Linked DNA regions of Mus musculus: region 2 is linked to region 1. The links are chromatin contacts, called in public promoter capture Hi-C maps. All regions are on one chromosome and are shown on one strand. The core of a region is the stretch at or near the end of the contact, and the rest is flanking DNA. Distances in the headings are between cores, read along the strand shown. Region 1 holds the start of Terf2 (telomeric repeat binding factor 2). Region 2 holds the start of Cdh1 (cadherin 1).

Region 1 (5,502 bases), core at 2,173-4,672:
AGTAAGGGCTAGCTTGGTTAGTTGCTACTACTACTACAGTAGAATCACTGTTGTGAGCCACAATGTAGGTAGTGGGAACAGAACCTGGGTTCTTTGAAGGAGCAGCCAGTGCTCTTAACCACTGAGTCACCTCTCCAGCCCCAGGGAGTTTAAGTTTCACTGACAGACATTGCAAACAAACATTTAGAACATGAATGCAGTGACTTAGCTGGTTGTGTGGTATAAGCCAGCCCTGAGGAGGCTGAGGCAGGAGCATGGAGGTGGAGGCCACTCTGTATACAATAAGACCCCATCTCACAAGAACCTCCCCAAATATACAACAGAAAGACCCCAAGTGCTTAAGTAATAAAATTATAATGTGTACATGCCAACAAAGACTCCTCTACAAGACAGGCCAGATGATAAGCCTACAGTCCTTAGTTCTACAAGGGTTGTACAAATTACTATGCCCAGGTCACATTCTTCCATTCAGAGCAATCTGAGCTATTCTCAGAGTAACACCCCCCCCACCCCCCCCACCCCCCCCACCCCCCCCACCCCCGGCTTCTACTCCACCACTGAGGATTTTTCTGACACTCCCCCCTCACCCATACTAAAAACCTACAATGGATTATTCCTCCTTGAAGTAAACAACAATTACCCAAGCATTCTTTGCAAGACTAAACAGTAGTGTCTGCTCCAGGGCCTTAACTGAACAGATATCTGGTTTTTTTGTTTTTGTTTAAAAAACAAACAAACAAACAAAAAAAGCAGGGTATTTGAGTACCCTATATAGAGCTAATGGCTTCCTTGTGAAACAGGGTTTCCTCCCTCTACCTCTAAGACCTCACCCTTTGCAGGAGTTCTCTTCTGTTAGCCTTAACTTTCCTGCTATTCTTCCACCCCCAGTGATGCACACACTTCCACACCCTCAGCCTGGTTCCTGGAGAAAAAAAACCTGCAGCCAGTTGTTTTGTTTAAAGAGTTTTTCTTGAAGCCACCAGAACCCAAACACTCCTAGACACTCCTCAGCTAGCTCTGTCACTCTAGAGCTCTGTCACTCTGGAGCTCTGTCATTCTGGAGCTCTGTCACCCCTCAGCTAGCTCTGTCACTCTGGAGCTCTGTCACCCCTCAGCTAGCTCTGTCACTCTAGAGCTCTGTCACTCTGGAGCTCTGTCACTCCTCAGCTCTGTCACTCTGTCGCTCTGTCACTCTGGAGCTCTGTCACTCCTCAGCTAGCTCTGTCACTCTGTCGCTCTGTCACTCTGTCGCTCTGTCACTCTGGAGCTCTGTCTGTGCTCTGTCTCTTCTCTGGTTGACTCTAGTCTAGTGCAGGAATGATTCCTTAAGTCTTCCTTTCAGCAGTCAAAAAACTCAGTCCCACATTTCCCAAGGCCCTAACCATTCCTTTTGGCTTATTACAGACAATGGCAACCAAACCTAGGACCACAGATACTTGGGGGGCCTCAGTGCTCCTCAAAGGTACAAACTTCCAAAACCGTCTTCAACGTCAACCACTTCCCAAGGCCACAAAAACAACCCAAACCACAGAGCTATCCTCTCCACAGCTAGAGGGCTTACTACTTACTCTGTCTGTCTCTCCCTCCACCTGCTCTTCCCTCTACCCACGCAGAAAAGATTCCACAAGGAGTCTGCAAAGATCCCTGACTTCTGCTAGACAATAAAATAAAATAAAATAGTAAAAATGTGTCTTACAGCCTCCTTGACCAGTTTTCTGCTGGATTCAACCATAGAGTCTGTCAGTGTGAACTCTGTTTTAATCATCTCCAGCACATTGATAGCTGATTCCAAGGGTGTGAGCTCAGCCTCCATATCAAAGGAACAGTCTAGGACAAAACACAGTTTCCACTTTAAGCTCTTTGCTAAGGAGGAGCAAACATGTCCAAAAAGTTTACATAGCTATTTATAAAGCATGCAAACACCACAAGACTCATTTGTACAAAGAACCATGCAAACCAGGCATTTAATCTCCTCACTCAGGAGGCAGAGGGCAGAGGCCAACCTGGTCTACACAGTGAGTTCAACAGCTATGGCTATGTAGACTCTTTTAAGACTCTGTCATTAAAAAAAAAAAAAACTAATAATATAAAAGGGCCATACAGACCCAGTAAAGTTTGCATTTATTTGTTTATGTCCTTGATATATGGTTCAAATTCCAATCAACATATTTCTTTTTTGTTTTTCAAGACAGGGTTTCTCTGTGTAGCCTTGGCTGTCCTGAAACTGGATCTGTAGCCCAGGCTGGCCTCGAACTCAGAAATCCACCTGCCTCTGCCTCCCAAATGCTGGGATTAAAGGTGTGCACTACCACTGCCCGGCTGGCTTCAACGTATTTTAAGTGACTATCTTTCAATACTTTTTAATACAGCTCAATTATAACATATATGTTTGCCTCCAAAATCCAGAATAACACAACTTCCTCAGATACAAGGGGCCAACAATGAAGAGAGTTTGTTAAGTAGCTGCCAAGTTCAACTTGTGTGTGGATGGGAGAGTGTTCCCACTTTACTATTTGGAGGAAGAGGGAGAAAGATGTGTCCTTATTGACGTAACTTACTTGTAGCAATAAAAATGGGTGTGCAATTAACAGGTGGGAGAAAACAAAACAAAAGACAGCCAAGAAACTTTAACTGGAGAAAACCGGAATTAGAGAATTCAACCACTGTTGAATGAAAAAGCCCTCCGCGGTGGAACCAGTAGTGCACTTTAACCCGGAATCTTTCAGTTCCGGATGTTAAGTTTGAAAATAACAAAACCCTACGTAAGTAAGCCCAGAAAAGAACACACAAAAAATAGCCGTACCTAAATTTTCTCCTTCTTCAATGCGCGACAGACACTGCATAACCCGCAGCAACCGGGACACCGTATGCTCCTTCCCCAAGGGCCTGACAAGCAACGCTGGGAAAGAAGACATGGTTGGCTCCGCGAGCCCCGGACCCCAAGTCATGCCCCCCAAAACCATGTCCTCCTCCCCGCGGCCCGAGCCGGCTCTCACCCTGCATGATGTCCCGGATCTGCCTGAAGTCCCGGTACCGGCTACTCCGAAAGGCCCGCAGCGCCTCGTGGAAATAGAACTTGAGCACCCAGCGGTTGACCGCCTCCTCCAGGCGAGCTTCCCCCGCGCCCCGCTCGGCCGCGCCTCCCAACCCTGGCTCGTGTCGCCCCCGTCGAGCCCGCCCGCCGCTGCGCGATGCCCGTCGGCTCGCCGCCCGCCCGCTGCTATCGCTGCTCCCGCCTCCTCCCGCCATCGTGTTCGACCGCCGCTCGCCCTCCCCGCCCTCCCCGCCCTCCCGACTGGGCCGTTTCCTTGGCTGTGACGCCATCGGGTCACGCACAACGCCCGGGCCGGAAGCAGGGCCCGCTGTCCCGGCTCCCGCAGCCATGATACCGACGGGGTTCCGAGCCGCCCGCGGGCTTCTGGGAGGGAAAGGACCGAGGCGGCGGGGGGTCTACCCACCTCCTCGGCATCCGTAGTTCCTCTTGTGTCTGCTGCAATGCTTGCTGGGGATTGGAGTCCACACAGCCCAGCCAGGCGCGCTATTTTGAAGACTACGCTGCAGACTTGGGACAGTGTAAAGAATATGAAAAATAAGCGCGTGCATAATGTTAGACATTTCGCAAATTGTGAAAAGCAGTACAGTAGAAAGAAATTACTTTGTTTTGTTTTGACACAGAGTCTCACTGTGTATCCCTGGTTGGCTTGGAACTCAAGACATAGAACTCTGCCTCTGTGTTGCAGTGCTGAGATAGTGCCAACATGGCCAGCCTTTTTTTTTTTTTTTTTTTTTTTTACTTTTTTTCTTTTTAAAACATAGGTTTGTTCTGGGAATCAACGGAGGTCCTCGCCATTCTAGAGCAAGCACTTTATCAACCGTGCACTGTCCCCAGCCACCTAGTAAAAATGTATTCTAAGACAGGCCCTGCAAAGTTACCCAGGCTAGTTTTGAACTCATGTCAGAGCCCATCCACAACATGGCTTTGGAGCCACTCTCTAAAGCAATCCTAGCTATGGTAATCCAAGCTGCTTGGTGATTCCAGCCTGTTTGCCTTACTTAACAGGAGCTAAACTATCTGCCTTGATATCCTGACAGGTCTGCTTCTTATTGTGTAAACCTTGAACAAGTTACTTCTCCGTTTGTGTACCTGTGCCCCTTTCTGTCAAGTGGACATCGTGAGGATTGTATTAAAATGAACTGAGTTACTATTTCTGGTTCCTGTAGCTCAGGGTTCAACAAATTGTGTGTGTGTGTGTGTGTGTGTGTGTGTGTGTGTGTGTATACACAGAGATCCAAGGATAACTTTTAGAAGTTGGTTTTTGCCTTTCATTATGTGGATCCTAGGGACTGAAATCAGGTCATCTGGCTTAGTCTCTGGCAAGCATCTTTATCCACTGAACCATCTATCTTGTTGCTCCTGGATTCCAATTGCTTTTCATGAACTCATCCAGAGCATGCTTGGACAATCTATTTTTGTTTACAAAAAAAAAAAAAAATCTGATTTTTAAGTTTGGTGCAGTGGTCCATGTCTTTACACCCAGTGTAAAAGTTATAGCTCTGAGGGGAAAGTATCTTGGCAGTCAAGAACCAAGGAATATCACAAAGTCACACTATACGACAAACCTCACACACAAGAAATTTACTGGGAAGGAAGGAAGACTCAGGCTCAGGCGAGAGGCAGCTGGATACTGAGTAGAAGGCAGGGTTTATGTGGGGTTTCTTGGGGTGAGAGTGGAGCAGGGCAAGTTTTCAAGTCCAGAGCTTGAGTTTTTTTACTCTGTAGGGTGAGGGCTGGCTGGGTCCAGCCATTAGAGTGGTTAGAGTGTTCTGTGGATGGAACTGGTGGTTGGAGCTCCTCAGGGGCGAGGCCTGGCAAGGGAAGGTTTCTCTCTAAAAAGTATTACATCTGTGCTTCAGCAAGGGGGAGGTTGCCACAGTGGAAGGTGTTACACCTCTGTTCTGGGAGGTATCCTGTCAATCAGGGGACAAAGAACTCCACAAAATCACACTGTACAACAAATCTCACACAAGAGATGTGTTTGGGAGGGAAGACCCCAAAAGGGTGGCTGCCTCTGCTTGGGTAAAAAGCAGCAGTGAACTGAAGGAAGACTTTATATAGGGTTTCTTGGGGGGTGGGAGGTGGAGCTTCCCAGAGTGGACAGTTCCAGAATGGGGATTGGTGGGATTTCAAGGAAGTGTGGCATTGTGAAGGCAGGGTTTTGAGATCTTAAATGCTCAAGTTACGCCCAATATGAAACACATCCAGTTTCCTTCTTGCAGATCAAGATGTAGAATTCTCAGCTCTTTCTCCAGCACTATGTCTGTCTGGATGCTGCCACACTTCCCACCATGATGGGAATGGACTATACCTCTTAAACTGTAAATCAGACCCAAATTAAATGTCTTCTTTTATAAGAGTTGCCTTGCGGGCTGGAGAGATGGCTCAGAGGTTAAGAGCACTGATTGCTCCTCCAGAGGTCCCGAGTTCAATTCTCAGCAACCACA
Region 2 (5,502 bases), core at 1,330-3,829, 490 kb before region 1:
TCCAGAGGACTTGATGAGAAATCTGAAGGGTGCATTAGACCTGACCTGTATTGCTGCCCTTAGTTGTTGTCTAAAATCCTTTTTATTGAATTATCACTGTGTAATGGAAGGGTCAATGAAGAGTCATCTCGGAGTTCCGAGGCCAGTGCTTGGCTGGGCAAAAGAAAGCAACGCTCCAAAGACTCCCTGCACCCAGCCATGATATAAAATATGTATTTTTATGTAACTGAGAGGAAAAATAAAATAAACGATGAGGCTGCCCCGTGGAGAGAAGACGCCCCTTTCTTTATTTCCATTTTCTCTTTCAGGGCATGATCTGGGCAGGAGCTTCAGTGGGAAAGGAAATACCAGAGTCCTCGCCCTCTGAGCTGCCTGGTGGGCTAAGAAGCAGAGGGAACCAAGAAGCGGAAATCCAAAATGCTGCTGCTGTGTGTGTGTGTGTGTGTGTGTGTGTGTGTGTGTGTGTGTGTGTGTGCGTGTGCGCGTGCTTGGAAAGCCATTAAAACAGAGCGGTCAGCCTGCAGGGAAGGCTGGCAGAATTAGTGTGGGTTACGTGGGCTAGAAACAGCACCTCTATAGATGAGGCTGTGCTCTCTGTGGGCTCAGGTTCACCATTAACACTATGGGAAATACTGATGGTCAGATAGGGCTGGGCCTTTCAAAGGCACAGCCTCCACACCTCAGTGATTGTTTTGGCCTTAGTACAGAAGAGGACTTGCCCAGTGCCATACAGGCTAGTGACTGGCAGGGATATATGATTTTGTAGTTTTTGGTTGCTTCTTGAGATTCTCAGGGCTCAAATCCAGTTTGTCGCTGAGGAGGGTGGCTTTGAAGTCACGATTTTCCTGCCTACGTGTAATCCCTATGTGCCTATTATAGGCACCACCATACCTGCTTTACACTGTGCTGAGGGTGGTACCCAGGGCCTCATGTATGAGCTACATCCCCAATCTCTGTTTTGCCAAGGTTGGACCAATAGGAATGAGAGATGCCTTTGTTTTCATATATCCAAGCAACACGGACATGGCAGGCCATAGGCAGACAGGGAAACTAATCTAATATTTGTCTATTTTATTTTTGATCCTAAAATTATGTACCAGGGACAGAATTCTCAGGTGCAGGTGGCTATGCCATGACTATGGTATTAAACGTCTCAATCTCTGGAACAGGAGAGCTTGAGTTCTGGACTTTCCTCCTTTAACACGTTGACTTGCTACACGATATCAAGTTGTAGGTAAATAACAGATTTGAGTAACATCTCTTCCAGCTCAGATGGGAGAGGGCTGGAGAGATGGCTCAGCGGTTGAGAGCATTGACTGCCTTTCGAAAGGACCGGGTTCAAATCCCAGCACCCCCATGGCATTTCACAACTGGCTGTAATTCTAGTTCCAAGGGACCTGACATCCTCACACCAATACACATAAACAAAATAAATTATTAAAAAATAAAACCCAACAGAACAACTGATGAGGAGGGCTGGAGAGATGGCTCAGTGGTTGAGAGCACTGGCTGCTTCCAAAGGACCCAGGTTCAAATCCCAGCAACCACATGGTAGTTACAGCTGTCTGTAATTCCAGTTCCAGGAGATCTGATACCCTCACATAGACATACACGGAGGGAGAACAATGTAAGTAAAAGATTTAAAATAAAAAGCAACAACAACAAAACAAAACAAAACAAAAAACCTGATGGATGTGGGATGCATAGGATGCTGCTACTTGGGGGTCCCAAGGTCAAAGCCAGTCTGGGTTACCTAGTCCTGAGAACTGAAGTTAAGAGAACAGATTTTAGCCGGGCAGTAAGGTAGTGGGTACCTGTAGCTCCATCCCAGAAGTGAGAAGGCTGAGTTTGAACAATGATGAGTTTAAAGCCATGCTGGGCTACATAGCAAGGCTATGTCTCAAAAGGGAGCCGGTCAGGTGTTAGAAAATTAGATTAGCCTGGTCTGGTACCCCACTTGTGCAATCCCAGCATTCGGGAGACTGAAACAGGAGGATGGCTAAGACTAAGACAATTCCAGGCCCACCTGAGTTGGAAAACAAACAAACAAAAAAGCTACCAAACAAAATAAAACCGTCGGAGAAATAGCTCAGTCAGTAAAGGCCAATGGCGGCAATGCAATCCCAAGACCCTCTTGGTGGAAGAAGAGAATTGACTCTTGAAGGCTGTCGTCTTATCTCCACAATCGGTCTGTGGCACGTGCGTTTGCGAGCACAGGATCGCGCTCTCGCCCGCGCACGCACCCCTCCCCCCATGTTAAAATGTCATTTAAAATCCCTAAGCAAACAAACTCATCCAACCAAAGAAAATAAAAACATAAGAAACAAAACGGAAACCTAGATGATGAATAAAGTCCTTTGTAACTCCATGTCTCCGTGGGTCAGAGCACAGCTAGGCTAGGATTCGAACGACCGTGGAATAGGAAGCTGGGAAGTCTTCTAAGGCCGGCCCCATGCCACCAACTACAGACAGGGGTGGAGGAAGTTGAGGGCCCTGCAGTTCCTTGGCTGCCACCTGCAGGTGCGTCCCCAGCCAATCAGCGGCGCCGGGGGCGGTGCCTGCGGGCTCACCTGGCGGCCGCAGCCTCTGCGCTGCTCACTGGTGTGGGAGCCGCGGCGCACTACTGAGTTCCCAAGAACTTCTGCTAGACTCCTGCCCGGCCTAACCCGGCCCTGCCCGACCGCACCCGAGCTCAGTGTTTGCTCGGCGTCTGCCGGGTCCGCCATGGGAGCCCGGTGCCGCAGCTTTTCCGCGCTCCTGCTCCTGCTGCAGGTATGTGGAGGGTCCTGACTCGTGCCCCATGATCCGCTTCGCTGTGTTTTTCTGCCGGCTGTGGTCCCGCTTCCCTTCTTCCAAGAAAGTTGGGATCCGGAGGGCCAGATCGCCCTGGGCGCTGCGCGGTGCGGGGCTGAGTGCGGTGGAGTGGGAGGGAGGTCCAGGCGGGCGCGGAGTGGTCGCCTCTGGCGCAGGTTCCCAGGTGGGGGCGCGCCACGCTGCCGGCTCCCGGGTCCCCGGGTTGAGCAGGGTCCCTGTTTGAGACAGAGGAGGCGTGGAGCAGGATGGGGGCCTGCCTGTAGAAGGTGGGGTGCTGAAGTAGCGCGGACGATCCGAGATAAGGGAAGGGATTTTAGTATTATAAAAGCACCTGTCCTGTTAGGGAGGGACCGTAGATTGGGGTACCCGAGAGGAGTCTGCGGGTGTGCGTTGAGACCGTTCGCGGTCGAAGGAAAGTGGTGTCCGGAAGAGTCAAGGCGTCTCCAGTGAGATGCAAATGGAGCTAGGAGAGGAAGGTGGACTAGGTTGCCAGGTGGTGGCCCCAGATGTCCCCTCCCCCAAAGGCTTTTGGAGCTTGGCGGCTGGTTTCGGGATGAGCGGATAGCGTCCCTGTGTGCCCTGAGGGGGGTCCTCCCCACTAATCCCGGCGCCCGAGGCGAGGGAAGGGTTACCCTTGGTTTCGGTGTGGGCTGCTGGGAACCCCCTCAAGTCACCAGTTTGCTTACTTTACCTCCATCCCAGGTCTCCTCATGGCTTTGCCAGGAGCTGGAGCCTGAGTCCTGCAGTCCCGGCTTCAGTTCCGAGGTCTACACCTTCCCGGTGCCGGAGAGGCACCTGGAGAGAGGCCATGTCCTGGGCAGAGGTAAGGGAAACTGATGGTGTTACTCGGCCGAGTGGGGTCGGGTAGTGAAGGCGCCAAGAAATCGTGCTACCATGCTGGTAGGGTGGAATGGACAAAACTCTTCCTTGGAATTTACGGCAGATTTGGGAGTCTTATTTATCGATTGTGGTTGATCAAGGTAGATATGTCTGGCTCTGCTATTTATACGGGGCAGAAATGGGCCAAGGGTATTTAGAGGTCATCGGTATTCCTCCAACTGATTACTGGAGCCGGTCTATCATTTCAGACCGCCAAACCTGCTGGGTAGAGCCAGTTGGACTGTAGTTCCATTTAATGATGAGCAATTGGAGGCTCATAGAGTGACTTCACAGGGTCAGCAGGGCAGGCATTTGAACCGGGATTTGACTCCCACTATTTAGGTATAGTCACTGAGGAACCGGTTCATAATGACTTGTGGTTTTTGTTCATAAGGATAAAAATACTCGATACAGGTGCTGCTTTCCCAAGGAATAGGTTTTTTTTGTTTTGTTTTTTTGTTTTTTTGTTTTTTGTTTTCTTTAAGAAAAAAAAAGAAAAGGTAGCTCTGACTCATACATTCAAACACTCAATATATATTGAGGTCTTATTGTGATAATCTAGAATTTTCTTTGTATAACTGTAGGGAATGGCTGGGAGCAAGGCAAGAGGACCAGGTTTTTGTTAATGTTGTTTCTTTTTTAACTATTTTCCCTAGTTTCTAGGTGCTTCTTTTGCACCAAAATGACCTCCCCCCTCATGATTTTAGTTGATCCCCAAAGTATGATAAACAAAAAGCAATAATTTTAAAAGGAGAAGTCACACACAATCCCTTTCTGGGAATAGATTCACCGAGGTTCTTCTTCCAGTCGTAAGCCACCTGAAAAATCTACAGCACTCATGATGGTGTCTAAAAGTTTGCTGTGAGCTTTGGAAGTTGGGTCCAGGTTTGGTGGTGCACCTTACAGAGAAATAGCGGCCCGACTGGTTGGTCTTAACTTGCTTTTCTGAGATCTGACTGGTTTTGTGGAGCTTTCTTTGGGTCCAGAAAGGCTGCAGCCCTGTGGTCCTGAGGTTGGAATGGTCAGGGATCCTTCAGCCAGTCTCCACGTGACTCTTGCCCAAGGACGAATCTGAGCCTCTGGTAGGTTGCTGAGAGCAGGGAGCATCCGGCCTGCCTTCAGTGGCACGTTGGGATGGGCTAGCGAGGCATGAGTGTTCTAGGATGTTTCCAAGGACCGCAGTGAGTGTCTGAGAATAAATAAGTAGACGTCGTGTCACTCAGGGTTGAGCTTGGTGGGCTTGGAGACAGGAATGCTTATATATTAGGGATCAGTGCAAGTCCTGGTGGCTTGCTGATGCGTATGTGTGCCTGAGTTACGACAGTCTTTGGTAGCAGTGCTAAGGATGAAACCTTCAGCCTGTTGTTACATGTTAGCCAGGCACCTAACCACCAGTGTGTTGGTTGGGTCGATTTGTTTGTTTATGAGACAGGATGTCCCTGTGTGACATGGGCTGGTCAGAAATTCACAGTTTGATTTTCCTGCTTCAGACTCCAGTGCTGGGATTCCAGGGTCACCTTGACGCTGACCCAGCTTTAATTTACACCTCTACGTGCTAGTGTCTGGTCACTCACACCACTGCATATCAGTGACAAGATCACTTAAAAACTGATAGTACCACCTGCTCACTCACGCCCCTTAAGGCGAGTGAGTCATTTACCTAAGGTAAAAATGAGAACTTCTGGAGGGTGGACACCATTCCAGTCCTCAAGGAAATCAGGAGCCTGAAGCATCTACGACTGGTCCTCCTCTTTTTGGTTTTCTTTTCTCTCAAAAAGAGAGGGGATGAAAACAAAACAAAAGAGAGGG

What was found. Capture Hi-C pulls out chosen DNA fragments and counts their contacts.
Region 2: a contact with region 1 is called in a promoter capture Hi-C map of pancreatic islet. The contact joins the promoter of Cdh1 here to the promoter of Terf2 in region 1. A contact is called at or near these places in 2 of 9 other capture datasets (liver and pancreatic islet).

Annotation. Positions count from the first base shown.
Region 1 is chr8:107,093,126-107,098,627 of GRCm38.p6, forward strand. Terf2 (telomeric repeat binding factor 2) reads right to left here and starts at 3,423. Exons shown (of 10, transcript NM_001371065.1): 1 at 2,997-3,423; 2 at 2,804-2,899; 3 at 1,697-1,827. The coding sequence starts at 3,384. Mir7075 (microRNA 7075) reads right to left here and starts at 2,981; the gene lies at 2,900-2,981.
Region 2 is chr8:106,600,771-106,606,272 of GRCm38.p6, forward strand. Cdh1 (cadherin 1) reads left to right here and starts at 2,580. Exons shown (of 16, transcript NM_009864.3): 1 at 2,580-2,772; 2 at 3,517-3,637. The coding sequence starts at 2,725.